Regions from separate parts of the Mus musculus genome. Here regions 1 and 3 are each linked to region 2. A link is a contact called in public HiChIP or PLAC-seq and promoter capture Hi-C data. All regions are on one chromosome and are shown on one strand. Each heading gives the region's core, a stretch centred on a gene start, on an enhancer-like site or on the middle of the called end of the contact. The rest is flanking DNA. Distances are from core to core; before and after follow the strand shown.

Region 1 (3,351 bases), core at 769-3,268, 78 kb after region 2:
AGGAGATGACAGGTAACAGGAGATGTGGCCTTTGAACAGCTGCATGTGACCGCTGCACCTGCATTCAGTCACTGTGACCTCACAGTTGTACACAGCACTGTTTTAAGGTGTTGTAGAAGGACAACTGAGAATGAGACCCATGGCCTTGTAGAGCCACAGCGTGCTTTCCTCGGAGTCTTTTCTTAGGGTCCCAGTTCCTGAAGCTCTTTACTGCCTGTCATCACAGCTGGATTAGACGAAAAGCAGGGTTCAGAATTACAGCGCGGAGTTGAGAGCATAGCACGGTACTAGTGCTTACCTAGCGTGTATGAGGGCCTTTCATCCCCGGCACTGTTGGGTGCTGGAGGGTGCAGGGAGGGGAGGGAAGACAGGCAAAAAAACCAACCAACCAACCAAAAAAACCACACAACCTAAGTACTTTCTATAAGGTGCTCAATGAAGTCACCCGACGTTGACACTTGTGTTTGCTTGAGGTAGAAACAGCTTGATTATCGTCTCCCTGAACATTAGGTGCCTGCCAACGCCTTAGATGTGTGAGTTTGGTTTACAGAAGCTAAAAGCACAGGCTGAGGGTTTGCATTAGGAGAAAGCCTTCCCATGTCTGCAGATCAGTGCTGATGTTGATGACTTCCAAAAGTTGCTCTGTAAACCACTGTCTGTCTGCTCGGCTTTTTGGTGTTTGATGGTAGTGGGGATCAGACCTGGGCCTCGCACATGCTAGGTGGATATCGCTGGTCCAGCTCTCCGGAAGCTTTGTCCTATTGCTCAGGATGACCATAGCTCACACAGTATTAAGCTCACTTCTCTGCCTCTGTTCTCTAAAGAACGCTGAACACAAAAATCTAAATCCTGTGTGTGTTGCCCTTGGAGGCCACAAGAGGACATCAGATCCTTTGGAGCTAGAGTTCCAGGGGTGTGTGTGTGTGTGTGTGTCTGTGTGTGTGTGTGTTGCCCTTGGAGGCCACAAGAGGACATCAGATCCTTTGGAGCTAGAGTCCAGGGGTGTGTGAGCTGCTTAATGTGGGTGCTGAGATCTAAACCCTGGTCCACTGCAGAGTGGCCAGTACTCTTACCTAACCACTGAACCATCTTTCCAGCGCCCCCTCTGCGGCCTTCATCCCCTCCCCTCCCTTTTTTGAATGACTCCGTTTTGCTAGAACTCCTGGTTGTCCATTCATTTCACGACAGCTTACTTTAGTTTCATGTTGTAGTAGTATCTTTGATAATTCTAAGATCCTTGTTAGCATGAGTTTGCTATCTCTCCATTTCCTTTGAAAATAAGTCATATTTTCCTGGTTGAAATAACTTTGTAAATTGTATCTTGGGCCTTTTGCATATTATATTCAGATAGTTTAGGCTGGCAATCCTATGAGAAGCCTCTGTTAAGGTGGCTCTTGTTTTGTAGAGTGTAGCCAAACCTCTGAGGGTTTTCATGGTTATCACTGACTATGGCAGTTCCTTTTAAAAATTATTGTAATTATGCAAATGTCTGTATGTGGAGAAGTTCAGGTTAGTGCAGATGGCCCAGGAGGCCAGAGGCAAGGGCTCCCGGGAGCTGGAGTTACAAGTGGTTGTGAACTGTCTGACCTGAGTTCAGAGAACTGAACTTGGGTTCTTTGCAAGAGCAGTGCCCTCTCTGAACCCCTGAGCCTTCTCATGATTGATTTTCAAGTCCTTTCTCAGGTGTTTGTGTGAACTATCTGGATATGGTCCCTGTGTCCTTTCCATGGTGGAGAACTGCTTGGCATGGCTAAGGCTCTGGGTTCCTTCACCGGTATTCCCTCCCACCCCCCAAGAGTGGGGGGAGTTGGAGAAAGGGACGAAGAAGCCTATAAAATAGGAACTGTCTTGCAAATTGATTCAAAATTGGTTGTAATCTACATAGGAATAAAGCACACTTCAGTAATCAGAGGATTATTGGCTCCCTTCCCCTTTTGCTGCCTTCAGACTAATTATTTATCAAGGCTTATGTAACCTTTTAAATAATATTGGGCAAGAGCTCCTGGCAGTGCTGCACAATGGCCAGGAGAGGGACCCAGCAAGCTTTTTTCACGGTGGCTGGCTTCTACCTCTTGGCCTGTGTGGCTGGTGAAGGGGCTGCATGCCAGCTAAGATGGCCAGTGTATTTTAAGACAGAAACCGTGTTTAACAGAGGAACTGCTGGCATGTTCTTTACGTCTTTATTTGATCTTGAAATCATCTTCTGTTTTGCTCCAGGGCTTATTACTTTGTGTAGTTATCTTCCCCGCTGGAGTCCGTGGGGGCAGGCCAGGAGCCGTGATTTATTGACTTGGTAGATTTCATCATAATACAGTTGGAGATCAACTCCGAGTCACTCTGGCACTGGGTGTTAAGTAATTTTGTATTTAGTGTGTTACCCGAGTCTCCACCCAAAACTGATTCTTGAATATTTTAGATTCGCCCTGCACTCTTTGCTTCTCAGTATCCGACTAGTAGCCTCCGTTCCTATCCTGAGATCACCCCTGTAAGGCACACAGCTATGTAGAATGACCCTTGCTCTCGCAGGCCAGCCCAGTGAGCTCTGCAGTCATACCGAGCATCTTCTGTTCTGCACACATTGCTCCAGGGGTTTGACACCATGTTTTTAGGACATGGACCTCAGACCAGCCAAGCTCAAGTACAGATGGTAGAGTCTCAGGTTTCCCTAGCTGTCTTCCCAGATCTGCTCTCAGAAGAGAAAAGCCTGCTTCTTCCCTCCTCACAGTTCCCCTACACTTCTCTTACAAGCCAGGGCTTCCCTTCCCTTCCTTTAGCTTGCCCTTCAGATTACACTTGCGCTGTGCCAGCCTGACTCTCTCAGCGCTGAGGTGGAGGGGACGTAGTGGAGAGGCACTGGGTGTCAGGTTAGGGGTACTGTTTTGTTCATGGTCAGATGAAGGGAGGCTCGGGTGCTGCTGAGGAAGTGCTGCTTGCTAGGCAAAGTCTGCAGTTGGGGATTGGCCTGAGGCTTTTCTGTGTCAGTCTGTAGTTTGTGATCGTTTCATGAAATGAAGACATTTGAAGATAGACTTCTGAAGGGCAGAGTTCAGAGGATTCTTGGGGATGAACTAGAAAAATTCAACTTCATACCAAGACCTTTGGGAGGACCCTGGCTGGAAAGATTGGACAGAGGTTGAGAGTACTTGTAGCTCTTGCTGAGGACCTGGGCTAAGTTCCTAGTCCCCAGAGGATTTGTACCTTCTGGACTTCCTGGGAATAGCATGCGTGTATGTAAGTGTATTGTCTGGTGTCCATGGCGGGAAGAGGAGGGTTTCAGTCAGGTCCTTGGAAGTAGGAGTTATAGACAGTAGCCTTCATGCACGCACTGGGAACCGAACCTGGATCCTCTGC
Region 2 (3,098 bases), core at 561-3,060:
CAAACAAAAAAAGATACCAGCATTCAGAGCCCGTTTCTGAGGTTAGAAAGTTGATGACTGGTGTTCATTATCCAATTAACCATTTTGACTGTTAAGTTATTTGTCAGAATAGCTTCTGTTAAAATGCTGTTTGAAGCCTCATTTGTGTGTTTCTCCTATATCAATAGGCACCAAGACGAAAGGCAGACTTGTATCCCCATCCTCCCCACCTGCTCAATAATTTTTCCTCTGGGCTTATCCAGCTTTGGGCCTATCCTCAATATCAACTTCTTTCTCCCTACACAATCTTTTATGCCAGGGTTATTGCTTCATATTTGATGATTTCTGAATGTCTGACCTGGAAAAAAGTGGCTTTTAATACTACTTTAAGACCACTCTTCTAACTCCCTCTGCAGTATTCACTGCAATTCCTGTGAATTGTTTATGGTAGGTAAGTCTGGCTTTGGTTAGTGTTTTTGTTTTGTTTTGTTTTTTAAATTGGGTTTTATGCAATATCATATCACTATGTAGTCCTTTCTGGCCTCAAGTTGTGGTCTTCTTGCCTCAGCCTCCTGAGCGCTAGAATTTATAGGCATGCACCCCCAAGCCTTGCTATGGCAGGGTTTATGGATGGGTATGGAAACAAAGGAAACAGTTAAAGACTGAGGCTTATTGGAGGGCTGTGCATCATTAGAATGAGGGGAGGGGGACCAGGGGCTAGAGAGATGGCTCAGAAGCTCTTCCAGAGGCCCTGAGTTCAATTCCCAGCAACCACATGGTGGCTCACAACCATCTATAATAGGGTCCAGTGCCCGATTCTGTTGTGTCTGAAGTCAGAGCACTTCTGTACATTAAAAACAAACAACAAAAAAAAACTCAACCAAAAACAAAACCCCAGAACAGTGGGTCTGTAGCAGAGGCAGGTGGATCTCTGAGTTTGAAGTCATCCTGGTCCACAAAAAAGAGTTCTAGGACAACCAGACTACACAAAGAAACTGTGTCAAAATAAATAAAACAATAACAATTAAAATACCCAGAACAGGTCATCTTAACATTGGAAAGGAATTAACTTCTGGTTATTTTTCTGGTTATGTATATAGTAAAAAGGATAGACTTGATTTTTTAAAAAACTAATTGATTACATTCTAAAGTTTGTTTTTCTTCTCTGTGCTGTTGCTAAGTGAAGAAATCCAAGGCACTAAGGCACTATGAAGGAGAGAGTTCAGTATTAGACATGAAAGTGGAGCAAATGTCAGGAGAAAGGAGGGAACTCATTGCTTGGACATTACAAAGAGGGTGCATTGGGCTGAGTAAGACAAAGGCTTTAGATGTGAACCGAAGGCATCACCATTTGACTTGCAATATTCTATCTAGCAAGAGCAGAAAAACTAGGGCTGAATCTAACCCCCTGGCTTAGTTTCCAGAAGGAAAACTGTTGTGGTGCCAAGACATCCTGACAAAAGTGACTTAAGGGAGAAAGGGTTTATTCTAGCTTATAGTCTGCAGGAACTTGAAACATCAGGGATGCTTTGTCTGCAGCCAGAGAGTAATGAATGCCCGAGTTCAGTTTATTCTCCCCATTTTATATAGATCAAGGACTAGTCCAACCTCCAGTTAAAATGGGTCTTTACACACCAATCCACATAACCAAGAGGATCCCTTACGGGCATGCTCAGGGGCCCATCTTCCAGGAAAGTCTAAATCCTGGGATGTTGACCGTACTCATCATACTTTGCTACCTTAAGAAAGCAGCAAACAGGGCTGGTGAGATGGGTGGCTCAGGGAGTAAAGGTATCTGATGACCTAAGTTCAGTTCCTGGGACTCACATGTTCAAAGTGGAGAACTGACTTCTGCAAATTGTCCTCTGACACCCACGTCGCTGCCTCTCCCTGTAAAGAAGTAGGAAAGAGGAAAGAAAAGAAACCAGAAAACTAGCTGGGCATAGTGGCCTTGTCCTGTAATGCCAACACTTGGAAGGGTGAGAGCGGAAGAACCTCTCAAACTGGAGGCTAGTCTGCTACAGTGAGACTATCTCAAAGAACAAGCCAGGTGTTATGGTGAGCAACTGTGAGGGTAGTGAGTTCCCTACTTGGGCCAGAGCCACCAAGCCCAGACAACTGGCTCAGTGTATATATAGTGTACTGCCTAGGCAATGCAATCCTTAGTCCTGTCCTCAACACTAAAAGAAAAAGAAACCAGTAAGCATACAAGATAGCCGTTTGTAGGTACTGGGTAATACTGAGCAGAGATTTCTCAGAGAAAGAAGCAAACCTGAGCTCTTGGGTTGTCAGTTCATATAGAAGTTTGCAGGCTGCAGAATGAATTAAAGGACCCCAAATAAAGTTGATGGTCTTAACTTGGTTGGGAAGCTAGACATAAAAGTTGGCTAGAGTAGGAGAGAAGGAAGAAAATTTGGGAGTAGATTACCTAAGTGAAAAAGATATAAAGAACTCTAGACAGGCAGAGGGTCTAGGTCTAGCACTGATCTGAACTTGTTTGAGAGGGAGTACTTCAGCACTGGGAAAGCCTTAGGCAAAGTGATCCAGGACCTCACACAGAGTTGGACATAGATTGTTCCTACTAGCTGGAGTGTTTGCAGGCCATCAAAGGGTATGCATGGCCCTGGGGTGAGGCTAACTCAGCCCTAATTAAAGGTTGTGCTGCACCCACCCTCTCAGTACAGAAGCAATTTTGAAGGCTGATCCCAAGCAGCTTAACACTGTGTGCCAAAACAAAAAACCTCGAACGAAAAAGAGAAAGCGGTATTTTAGCATTCAAAATTACCAAGCACAGAAAGAACCAGGGAAGTGCTTCAAATGAGGAGAAAAAACAGTCTCTGAGATAACACACTGGAGAAAGACCTTGAAACAATTAATGGGTTTGTTTGTTTGTTTGTTTGTTTGAGAAGGTAGAAGAAATGGAGGTAAAAATGTATATTTTATTCAAAAAAGCATTTAGAGATGGTAAAGAACACAGATGAGGAAGGCATCTATAAAGATGTAACAATTTAAGCAGAAATGGAAGTTAGAAAACTGGAAATAGTAATAACTCATCAGGCACTGTACCAGGGGCAACAGTTTAAGTCAAAAGCAATCTAACGTGCATCTGGAGCCCCTGA
Region 3 (3,071 bases), core at 453-2,952, 78 kb before region 2:
AATCAAGAAAGGTTTGGGCTGGAGAGATGGCTCAGGAGTTAAGAGCACAGACTGCTCTTCTAAAGGTCCTGAGTTCAATTCCCAGCAACCACATGGTGGCTCACAACCACCTGTGTACTCCTCATATACATAAAATAAAAATTTTTAAAGATTTATTTTATACATAAGTACACTGTAGCTGTCTTCAGACACCCCAGAAGAGGGCATCTGACCTCATTACAGATGGTTGTGAGCCACCATGTGATTGCCAGGACTTGAACTCAGGACCTTCCAAAGAACAGTCAGTGCTCTTACCTGCTGAGCCATCTCGCCAGCCCATAAAATAAACTAAGAAAAAAAAAATCTTAAAAAAAAAAAAAAAAGTGGGGGCCGGGTTAGGGTGCCGTGGGCAAGGTCTGGTAGCCCATACCTTTAATCCCAGTCCTTGGGAGGCAGAGGCGGGCAGCCTCTTTGGAGTTCAAGGCCAGCCAGGGCCATAGTGAAAACCCCTTTCAAGGAAACAACAAACCACCACGCCAATCCAAAAAGAAAAATCTAGGGAAAGTGACCTGCCTGAGCTGCAACTTTGACTCATATTTTTGGGGGGGTTCTGGACAGGAATCTCTCTATGGGTAGCCTTGCTAGCCTTGAACTGGTTGCAACCCCCGCTTGCCTTCCGGGAGAAGGAGGCACAAGGGACTATCTTGATGACAGATGACGCATGCGCTACAACATGCACTCCCGAGGTTCACTCCCAGTATGAGCACAATTTTAGTTTTCTACGATTTTATTACCCCAAGGAGGGACCTCAGAATCTGGACTGGGGGGAGGGGTGTCAACAATTTCCTATTTGTTTTTTAGGTCGGCCGGCAAGGTAGCTCAATAGATCGTTTACCACAAAATGGTAGACATCTTGGACCCAAGTGATGGAAAGACATAGCTTTAAATTTTCGGCCCTCTACACACAGCCCGCAATTTTCTTTGTTTCTTTTTCCTTAAAAAAATAAATAAATAAAAGAAAAGAAAATCTTTAAAGCCGGCAATCCCAGCCCTAAGGAAGCGGAGTCAGGAAAATCAAGGAAGGCCAAGCGAGGCCATAAAGTTCAAGGCTAACCTGAGACTCAAAAACGCAGTGAGTAGAACAAAGAAAATACAAAAACCACCCCACCCCCACCCCTGGCCAAGAGTTTACCACGCATCTTTCTTTCCTCGCCTCCTTGTATACTACGCCCTCGACAGCCCTTCCCCCAGCCTGTCTAGGGAAAAGGTCACGTTTCAGAGTCCTCTCCCCGAGTGCACCGACCATGTCCCTGTTCTCAGGAAGTCCGCCCCACCAGCGGATCCCTTCCCGACCGCTCGCTCCGTCTCTTCACCGGTCGCCTTCGCAGCCCTCAGGCTACAGAACCTTGCCCTGGCGGCCCGCGCTCGGTTCCCGGCCCCGAGGGTCTCACCTGGCCGGAGGAGTCACCCGGGAAGTGCGGCTTCGGCTTCCACGCGGCATCCTAACTGCTCGAAGTCTCACCGATCAGCGAAGACAAACTGCGAAACGTACAGAAGCGTCCAGCAATTTCTACCAAGGAGAGAGGAAGGGTGGAGGCGGTACCTCACCGGGCAACCAATAAGAAATCAGGAAAAGCTCGGGCGCTAAAGGTTATTGGACAAAGGAGATATCAGTAATGGGCAGAGCCTGGACTCAGCGTCCTAGGCCCGGAAGTTACGAAGTTGGCGAGGAGGAGCTAAGGCTAACCGGAAGTTCCTGGGGTTGCACTCTCAAATTTTGTCCTCCGATTCAATGGTGGAGGTTAGGTTTTTGCTTCCGATGGCCGGCTGGCCTACTCCACAACCTGACTGACCTTGATTTTCACTGTCTCCTGCCTTAGCCTCTCAAGTAAACTGGATTAGGGGCTTACTGGGGTCTGCTCTTGGGCTGTTTACTTAACCCTTCTCTGTTTTGTTTTGGGACAATGCCTCCGGTAACGGATGTTGCCTTGGATCTCGCTGTTCTCACGTCTCAGCCTCCTAGTACTGGTCACGCAGGAAAAACTCTGTTTTTCTGTTATAAAGAATTTACTAATAAACGTGTTTGGAAATATTAAATTACATAAGCAGAATTTCGCTAAAGGAGCTCTGCTCCCAACATGTCTGGAAGATAGTGAACTAGCCGAGCTTATTAGAAACTATGAAAAAGGGGCTGATGAGATGGCTCAGCGGAGAAGAGCACTGACTGCTCTTCAAAAGATCCGGAGTTCAAATCCCAGCAACCACAAAGTGGCTCACAACCACCCATAACGAGATTTGACACCCTCTTCTGGTGTGTCTGAAGACAACTACAGTGTACTTACATATAATAAATAAATAAATCTTAAAAAAAAAAGAAACTATGAGAAAGAAAATTCTGTACATAATTCAAGTTTCTGTTGCAGAGAAATTTTCTGCTCATATTTACCAAGGCTCGTCTTCAATTAAGCGCTATTTCCATAATAAAAGAAGACCATCCTGACTTAATACTAGCCAGTAAGATCATCTGCATATCAAAGAACAGGCCTCTAAAGCTGTTGTCCTCAACCTGTGGGTTTCAGACTGTGATTTAGGGACTGAGTTACTGCTCTTTTCCACGTAAGACTGCTCAAATGCAGAGATGCCCACATTCCAGTATCCAGAACTGTATAAAAGGGTTGCAGCATTAGGAAAGTTGAGAATCATTGAATCTAGAAGTCTCCTCAACTGTGGCCACAGAGGCTTGTGGTCCCATAAGCTCTCACCACAGAGGATGTTGGTGACCTGAGCCCATTGATTGGCAGAGATATCTGCAGTGTCAATCCATGATGCTTCCTGGAAAACACTCTTGTCCTCGTAATGTGGATGAAGACCATTCCTACACATTGCCCATGAGGTCATATAGTCCTACAGAGTAGCAGTAGGCCATCTGATGGAGAAACAGGGGACTCTCCTCCCCACCAAATGCCCAGGGGAATGGGGGAAGAGTTTTCCTCTGCCACCTTGTCAGGCACTGTGTATGAAAGGAGATCTTATCATAGTTGTTCTGTGGCAGTGGGAAAGCGATCACTGGTGACAGTCCGTGAAAACCATTT

Evidence for each region. HiChIP or PLAC-seq counts read pairs in DNA pulled down with a chosen protein or histone mark. Capture Hi-C pulls out chosen DNA fragments and counts their contacts.
Region 1: a contact with region 2 is called in a promoter capture Hi-C map of adipose tissue. The contact joins two enhancer-like sites. A contact is called at or near these places in 2 of 484 Hi-C or Micro-C datasets (liver and nephron progenitors), 2 of 115 datasets of contacts at active chromatin or transcription factors (both in embryonic stem cells) and 3 of 9 other capture datasets (adipose tissue, liver and pancreatic islet).
Region 3: a contact with region 2 is called in an H3K27ac HiChIP or PLAC-seq map of embryonic stem cells, with 13 read pairs. The contact joins the promoter of Chchd2 here to the enhancer-like site in region 2. A contact is called at or near these places in 3 of 39 promoter capture datasets (HPC-7-derived erythroid cells, macrophages and neutrophils), 1 of 15 datasets of contacts at CTCF or cohesin (the NIH/3T3 cell line), 1 of 484 Hi-C or Micro-C datasets (the Patski cell line), 3 of 115 datasets of contacts at active chromatin or transcription factors (the SCID.adh cell line, bone marrow-derived macrophages and embryonic stem cells) and 3 of 9 other capture datasets (adipose tissue, liver and pancreatic islet).

What each region holds. Positions count from the first base shown.
Region 1 is chr5:130,042,318-130,045,668 of GRCm38.p6, forward strand. The region is part of intron 4 of Crcp (calcitonin gene-related peptide-receptor component protein); the gene reads left to right. Among named protein-coding and RNA genes, the nearest start is that of Crcp, 15 kb to the left of the region's middle. Within about 2 kb of position 2,019, at least 46 of the 459 cell types and tissues checked have an H3K27ac peak or open chromatin away from gene starts, as enhancers often do. A contact at or near this core is called in adipose tissue, where this site is marked.
Region 2 is chr5:129,964,066-129,967,163 of GRCm38.p6, forward strand. The region is part of intron 1 of Vkorc1l1 (vitamin K epoxide reductase complex, subunit 1-like 1); the gene reads left to right. Among named protein-coding and RNA genes, the nearest start is that of Vkorc1l1, 24 kb to the left of the region's middle. Within about 2 kb of position 1,811, at least 26 of the 459 cell types and tissues checked have an H3K27ac peak or open chromatin away from gene starts, as enhancers often do. A contact at or near this core is called in adipose tissue, bone marrow-derived macrophages, embryonic stem cells and 1 more, where this site is marked.
Region 3 is chr5:129,885,768-129,888,838 of GRCm38.p6, forward strand. It overlaps Chchd2 (coiled-coil-helix-coiled-coil-helix domain containing 2), which reads right to left and starts at 1,703. Exons shown (of 4, transcript NM_024166.6): 1 at 1,431-1,703. The coding sequence starts at 1,480.